Linked DNA regions of Xenopus tropicalis: region 1 is linked to region 2. Evidence: chromatin contacts called from public Hi-C data. All regions are on one chromosome and are shown on one strand. The core of a region is the stretch at or near the end of the contact, and the rest is flanking DNA. Distances in the headings are between cores, read along the strand shown.

Evidence for each region. A called contact is a pair of places that touch in the nucleus more often than the background predicts.
Region 1: a Hi-C map of neurula embryo shows a contact between it and region 2, with 4 times the contacts expected there. The contact joins the promoter of rsph14 here to the enhancer-like site in region 2. A contact is called at or near these places in 5 of 5 Hi-C or Micro-C datasets (brain, gastrula embryo, liver and 2 more).

What each region holds. Positions count from the first base shown.
Region 1 is chr1:152,422,450-152,426,975 of UCB_Xtro_10.0, reverse strand. rsph14 (radial spoke head 14 homolog) reads left to right here and starts at 2,671. Exons shown (of 7, transcript XM_002931916.5): 1 at 2,671-2,858.
Region 2 is chr1:152,325,771-152,329,715 of UCB_Xtro_10.0, reverse strand. All of the region lies in intron 4 of rsph14 (radial spoke head 14 homolog), which reads left to right. Among named protein-coding and RNA genes, the nearest start is that of slc5a1.1, 26 kb to the right of the region's middle. Within about 2 kb of position 2,290, at least 2 of the 11 cell types and tissues checked have an H3K27ac peak or open chromatin away from gene starts, as enhancers often do. A contact at or near this core is called in neurula embryo, where this site is marked.

The sequences.
Region 1 (4,526 bases), core at 1,422-3,921, 97 kb before region 2:
GGCAAGGAACCCCATGAACAAGGTTAGACAGTAGATGCTGTAATTGAGCACTCTAAGGGGCTGATTTACTAATCCACGAATCCGAATGGGAAAAATTCGGATTGGAAACTAACATTTTGCAACGTTTTCGTATTTTTGCGATTTTTTCGTCGCCTTTACGACTTTTTCGTAAATTGTCGCGACTTTTTCGTAGCCATTACGACTTGTGCGAATTGTCGCGACTTTTTCGTAACTGTTACGATTTGCTCGTATATTGTCGCAACTTTTTCGTAACTGTTACTATTTGCTCGTATATTGTCGCGACTTTTTCGTAACTGTTACGATTTGCTCGTATATTGTCGCGACTTTTTCGTATTGAGCGCTCGTAAACGGCGGGCAAAACGTTCAGACTTTGCATGATTTTGGAAGCCTCCCATAGGACTCAATGGCACTCTGCAGCTCCAACCTGGCCCAAGGAAAGTCACGATACTGAAGCTTGAATGAATCCGAAACTTTCGTACTCGGCGCGGCGACTATGAAAAAGTTGCAACAATTCACGCAAGTCGTAACGCTACGAAAAAGTCGCAATAATTTACGAAAAAGTTGTAACGGCTACGAAAAAGTTGCGACAATTTACGAAAAAAATCGCAAAATACCGATCATTACGAAAAAAACGCATTCGGACACTTTTCGGACATTTGTGGATTAGTAAATGTGCCACTAGGAGTGCTAGATTGAAAAGGGCAGCTAAAAAAAGCAGCCTGCACTCCATTGAGGAGATTAAAGGGCAGCTTTATCAAAGTGTAAAATTAGAGGTCACCACATAAAGAAAAAAAAAAAAAATTACTCAAAACTTCCCTAATAAATGCACTACTAAAAATCCCGTAGGAATGAATAGAAAGTTTTTCTCCACTTTTGCTCATAAGAGAGAGAAAAGGTTTTCATAACTGAATTTAGTCTATTTCAGCTTAGAAAGGTTAGAAGTGTATCAATTATAGTTATTGGCACGTGGTATTAGCAATCCTAACAAAAGTAAAACATAGACATATATCATTGATTATACATATATAGAGTCAAAGCATGTCAGGAAATTATTTTCTTACCTTGTCCTTTATGCATGTAATCTAATCAGTTTTAAATACCAAAAGACAGTTCCATAAACAAATAACCATGGTGTGTCCCAGGAAATTTTGCAGCAATACACTGCCACACTCATACACTTACTTAGCCAAGGGGAGTTATAACTAACATTTTAAAGGTATGTTATGGTTCTGTGCTACATTTGCACTTGGCTGTTCCGATTGGTTAACCCCAGATTCTGTACATAATGCCTTCACTGTACTGACCCATAACGCACTGAAACATGTGCATATATTTCCGACAGGCCAAACCTCTATGCACATCTATGTGACATGTATGCAGACACCTAGGGGCAGATTTATCAAAATGCGAGTTTAGAGCTTAATACATAAAAACTCACCCATGTTCTATTCATTCCTATGTGATTTTTAGAAGTGTATTTATCAGTGAAAGTTAGAGTTCACCATTTAATAAATACACTTCTCAAAATCCCATAGGAATGAATAGAACACGGGTGAGTTTTTATGTACCAAGCTCTAAACTCACGTTTTGATAAATCTGCCCCCCATCGTAGTATTGTCTTCTCTGCTACATTCATTACTCAGGGCCCTACATACTGCCACCCCCAGAGACCCAGAATTCTGCTCCAACCCACCACAATGTGATACACATACCTGGAGGCCCTACACCAGGGGTAGGGAACCTATGGCTCGGGAGCCAGATGTGGCTCTTTTGATGGCTGCATCTGGCTCGCTTCCAAATCTTTAATAAAAAAAATAACGGGGGGCGTGGCCTGCGCTTGGTGGATAGAAGACGTGTTCTAAGCCTTAGAACACGTCTTCTATCCACCGAGTGCAGGCCACGCCCTCCTTCGCATCGCATCCGGCATCCTTGGGACCCACCCTACCTTGCCCCAGCATCCGCGGCCAAACATATTGTATGGCTCTCACGGAATTACATTTTAAAATATGTGGTGTTTATGGCTCTCTCAGCCAAAAAGGTTCCCAACCCCTGCCCTACACACTGTGCAACAGCTGCCCCACTGCAGTCATATAGGGTCATCACATACAGGACCTCCACAAACACACACAGGGCCCTAAAATCTAACCTAAATTACTTTGTGATCATAAAGGTGTATGGGTTCCACACAGACTGCCCTTACTCCCTCCACCCATAGACATATACAGTGCAGTGCACACTACCCTAACCCACCCATCAGTCATGCACCCCAACTCCGCCAAAAGGCCATAGACACACCCAGGGAGCCCACAAGCCCTTACCCAATCTACCCTCAAAATGGTGCTCACACAGAATCATAACATTGAACTGTGGCCCTACCTCAAAACAACTCATCAAACAACAAGTCACCACAAAAATATTTAGAGCAACACATTTGAGAAAACTGAGACCTGCAGATATTTAACTGCTTTGCTCTGTAGTTCACTGCATGTGGGATCGCAGCGCTTACAGAAAGCAGCGAGCTGCAATTGAATCTACATGGCAAAGAGCCCAACTCTCGCTCGAAGTTGAAATATCCATACCACGTGATGATGACGCCTCGCGTCACGTGGGAGGACGTCACCTGAGGCAATTAGAAAAGAGCAGCTACGCAGTACGCAAGGCCGTTGCCTAGTGACCGGAGAACGCCAAAGCGGCGCGACCAAGTTGATTTGGAGAGGACCAAACGCGCTGATCTTACACCGAAGCATCTGCTCTGACCGGTGTGGGGTGGATTTGGTATTTGATATTGAGTTGAATACAACATATTTATCAGCGCAACATCCGTCTGTTAAACGCAGGTATCCCAACACACTTGTTTACAATATTACATGTAGCATTCCCACACGTGAAATTACTTGTCTTTCTATCTCGTATAATCAGTGACCATCTGCGGAGCAAGAAAGTAAAGGGTTCCTATTCAACAGAAAATGACTGGGAAATGGCTTCATTTCTTCCACTTTTAGAACCCATTGTGGCCTTAAAGCTGGTATTTAGTGTTCACACAAACAACGTATTTGCAATTTCATTGCACAGTTTTTTTATGGCTTTACACTGCGTTCAAAAATTGGTGAAAATGCATCTCCCACTTGTGGGTATAAGCCCCAATGGCACTGGTGGTTTGAATTCCGCTGCCCTCTGGCAGAGAATTATTAAGGAAAAGGGGATTGTCTGATGCATTTAAAGTTGGGTGTTTGGGTGGGGTAAAGTTTTTTTCTTCTTTCCCTAAATTAAACACTATAAATAATTGTAAATAAATTTAGTAAGAGCGCGGACAGAGTCATCACATACTGTGCATTTAAAGTGTCAACAGGTGAATCTCCATGCAAAATATTTAAAGCGTATTTCTGCAGAGATTCGCCAGTCACCAGCTGATCTGGTTCACCGCTAAAGGTGGCCATACACGAGCAGATCCGCTCGCTTGGCGATGTCGCCAAGTGAGCGGATCTTCCCCCGATATCCCCACCTACGGGTGGGCGATATCGGGGACCATTTAGGTAAAAAAAATAATAATCCGATCGTTTGGCCCTGGGGCCAGACGATCGGATTATGTGGGCGGCAATGGGGCAGTCGGATCGGGGACCGCATCAACGAGCCGATGCGGTCCCCGATCCGACCAGATTTTCTAACCTGGCCGATCGAGATCTGGCCAATTTCAGGCCAGATATCGGTCGGCCAGGCCGCTCTGCTCTCCCCATACACGGGCCGATTAGCTGCCGAATCGGTCCAAGGGACCGATATCGGCAGCTATAGTCGGCCCGTGTATGGCCACCTTTATGGTAATGCTGTAGAATTCAAAGTATCAGAACAGAGAGAGTATTTGATCAACGGAGCACTATGATAAAAGGGTAAATCACATTATTAACTATTAATGTAGTGCAGGCAAATCAACATTTTTAATGTATGTATATCTTTATGTATGTATATCTTTATTTATAAAGCGCTACTTATGTACGCAGCGCTGTACAGTAGAATACATTAATACAAACAGGGTGTTAATAAGATAATAGATAAATACAAAGTATAATAATAAATACAGATGAATACAGCAGCAATAAGTTAAGAGTTGAGGACACAAGAGGAAGGAGGTCCCTGCCCTGTAGAGCTTACAATCTATATGGGAGGGTAACTAACAGACACAAATAGGCAAATATAAGTGCTGTAGGTCACAGTGGGTGACACTACAATATGAGTGCCAGTTCCCAGATTAGGTGCTGGGAGAGTGCTCCAAAAGGTAGTCTTTAACCTTAGTTTTAAAAAGACTGGGGGAGGATTCTCTCCGGAGGAAATCGTAATTGCTTTGTGTTCAGGTGATTGTCACCCAAGAGCACTGACCAGCGATTGCCCATTTGCCAGGCATTTGCCATAATAATGAAGAGGAAGTTATTTCATATGTTTTGTCACCTGCCAGTGGAGCTAATAATGGGGCCAAAACATGGAATTGTCAATTGCACTGTGCAAGTACAGAC
Region 2 (3,945 bases), core at 1,041-3,540:
ACTTGAGACTGGGGCGGAGGTTCACTTTCCAGCAGGACAACGACCCTAAACATAAAGCCAGGGCAACAATGCAATGGTTTAAAACAAAACATATCCATGTGTTAGAATGGCCCCGTCAAAGTCCAGATCTAAATCCAATCGAGAATCTGTGGCAAGATCTGAAAACTGCTGTTCACAAACGCTGTCCATCTAATCTGACTGAGCTGGAGCTGTTTTGCAAAGAAGAATGGGCAAGGATTTGAGTCTCTAGATGTGCAAAGCTGGTAGAGACATACCCTAAAAGATTGGCAGCTTTAATTGCAGCAAAAGGTGGTTCTACAAAGTATTGACTCAGGGGGCTGAATAATTACGCACACCCCACTTTGCAGTTATTTATTTGTAAAAAATGTTTGGAATCATGTATGATTTTCGTTCCACTGCTCACGTGTACACCACTTTGTTTTGGTCTTTCACATGGAATTCCAATAAAATTGATTCATGTTTGTGGCTGTAATGTGACAAAATGTGGAAAAGTTCAAGGGGGCCGAATACATTTGCAAGCCACTGTAACTCAAGGTTTCATGGGGACATCCCCCTGCATTAGTTATAATAAGGAAAGATCTCACTAGCAATTATTTACATGCATCACCACATGGCGCCGTATCTAGTCTGTTTTGTGTCTGGATGCGCACCACATGCGTATTGGACTTAGATATCAAGAAATGCATTTTCAACTATATTTGTCAAAAAAAAAAACTTTGGGAATCTGATATTTCTGCCTACCTACAGTGAACTATAGTGGTGGTTCCATTATGCTATAGCACTGCTTTCCTCACTGGGGGTTTAGCATTTTGTTCCGATACCGGCTACAAGAGGTAGTTAGGAGGTTCATTTTTTACACCAGCAGCGAATCCACTAAGTCTCACATTAGCTGTAGGTCAGTTTCTGTGTGGCCCATCTTTAGCCTCCCCACACAAAAAAGTCACCCTCCGCCTATGGCGGTGTGTATGTTTTCCCACCAGCGATTTACATTAATGCCAGTTGGAAAGCATTTCATGTCCATGATAGAGCAGATTTATCGCAGACAACTAATCCCCTTTTGTGCCATCACCCTAAAATAAAGAATGAATGATGATAAAGGGAAATACTAAAAAAAGAACCGGTTTCGCTTTGCTACAATTCTGACATTTGGCCAAAAGTACCCATGTCAGCTGGACAATGACCCTAAACACAAAGTAGCCAAAGTAGCAGTGGAGTTTATCATGGTTTCACAACTGCAGAACCCAAACATTATCTGACTAACCTGAACAACCTGCCAAAATCAGAAAATATCATTCTTAATATTTATTTTTTTAAAGGAATACTATTGCAGGAAAACATGTTTTTTTTAAATGCATCAGTTAATAGAGCTTCTCCAGCAGAATTCTGCACTGAAGTTGATTTTTTAAAAAAAAAGCAAACAGATTTTTTGATATTTAATTTTAAGGATGTGAACCCACAGAGCGGTTGTTTGCCGCGATAGATCTCTGCTATCACAGGCGATTAACCACTTAAGAGGTTAGTCGCCTGCAGGAGAAACTTTGTGCGACTTTGGAATACCAAAGCGATGCAAGGGGTTTTCCACCGGCGACTCCTATTCTTACCGGTGAAAGCCATTTCTGAGCATTTAGTCACCCACGATAGCAGAGATCTATTGCTGGTGACTGAACTGCTCCGTGGGTTCTTAGCTTTAAATTTGAGATAAAAGCTGTTTCCTAACTATTCCAGATGGCCACAGCCATATAACTTGTGCTCTGATAAAACTCTCACAAAACTGTCCCATGTGCCATTTGCCATAGCTTGTACAGTAAAGGAGATATAGATTTATAAACACATTATGCACTTGTAAATAATGTTACATTGACTTCTATAAACAATAACTCCAGATTCTAAAAACATTATACAGTAAGGGGCAAAAGTAGTGATACCCAAAAATATTAAATAAGTTGAGAGACATTGGGTAGTGGCACCACAAATACATTAAATACAGTAGGAAGTAGTGAGAACTTTAGCCCCAAATACATTAAATACAATGAGAGGCAAGGATTTCTAAAACCCAAGACCCCTTACCCTTTCAAATAGCAGCTTTCAAGAAGCCTGGAAATAATTGTAACATTGTAGAGTTCAAAACAATTTTAGGAATCGTTTGCACTGCTAAACATGCCCCAACCCCCCCAATGGTAGACATGAGATTAGCATCCAGGCAGGAGAAAGCCCATATTATGCAACTTGGGTCATATTGCACAAACAAAACAACCAACACAACAGGTTCCAGGCTCTCTGTTGCACTGGTTGCTTTGTTTGCATAATACAAGGGAATGTGTTCCCCAGCCTAGGCACCAGGCTGCTACTGATAAAAAGAGACCAGGGAGTGCTTGTCAGTTTGTTCTTACTTGGGTCTTATTGACCATACATTAAGCAGGAGAAACAAGTCAGGTCTCAGAGTGCAAAAGATACAAACAGGCAGATACTACTTTCAATAGCAATTATATTTAAAAATCATTGGAGATGTGTAAATCATGTGTGGTGGGAAGTTATAGCTTCTAATGCTAACGGCTACTACAAAGTACCCCGTTGCCACAAATATGGCAGCCCCCTCATAGAGGATCAATGGGGATCAGATAGGTAATGTAAAAGCATTGGGCAAATAAGTTTAAGGCAAAATTATAAATAGCATGAAAAGACAATGTTTTGATAGATGTAAAAAAGTTTTAATTTCTGGTTTCAGTATCTCTTTAAAAATTAATCTCACATTGAAAAGGTGCTATTGAATTCGATTGCATTAAAGGAAAGTAACACCAAAAAATCAATAAAAAGTTGTGTGTTTACTTCAAAAAAACGACTATAGTTTATATGAACAAAGCTTCTATGTAGGCAGCCATTCCAGCTGGAAAAAGGAGAAAAGGCACAAGTTACATAGCAGATAAAAGATGAGCTCTATAGAATACAATGGGAATGTACACTGCTTATATGTTATCTGTTTTGTAGCCCTTTCCTCCTATTTACAGTTTTAATAACTACTGGCATAGCTTCTTAACGCAAACACAACTATCTTTTTCCAAGAGTACTATTGTTCCTTCTTTAAAGGAAAATTCATATTTTATGTACTATTGCCCTGTAACGGCAAGAGTTCAGAGACACAGAGCAACTAGTAGCAGCTACTTTTTCATGGCTACTAAATGCAAGAAAATAGCCTGCCATAGGCAATACTGAAAATTGCCTCTGCTAAATCTTCACCCTTACTGGTACAGGGCAATAGTACAGAATATATGAATTTTCCTTTAAAGGACAAGGAAAGGCTAAGTCACTTGAGGGTACCAAAATGTTAGGCACCCCCAAGTGACTTAAATCGCCTACCTTGTACCCCGGGCTGGTGCCCCTGTTAGGAGAAAACAGCACCAGCCCAGGGTAGCTGTAGCGAGCGCTTCCTCCTTCCTGCTTTGTTCTGCCGGCAAATTCCTGGGACCGGCACATGCGACTTTATAGTTTAAGTTCGGCTTTTCACTCTACTGCGCATGCGTGCACGAGCGAAGATGGAAGGAGGAAGCGCTGCAGGTACCCTGGACTGGTGCTGTTCTCTCCTAACAGCCACCCTGGGCACCAGAACAAAATGCGCCCCCTGTGTTGTGGAAATGTGCATGATATCACTTCCGGGGGCATGTGCCGTCACTTCTGTAGGAGTGACGTGACATGCTGCAGCATGCCGCGGCATCAACCCCTCACCCTCCTAACTCTATCAACAGGTTTCCTTAGGAACTCTGCAGTGGAGGCCGGGGGATTTTTTTTTTCAAGGAAAAACCTTGGCTGCCCCAAAAAAACTGCTGCCTTAGGCACAGGCCCTCGGGTGCCTATATATAAATACAGCCCTGCATACAAGCCCCCTGAAAATACCAGAAACCACTATCCAAGATCTTAATCTCAGCAGCT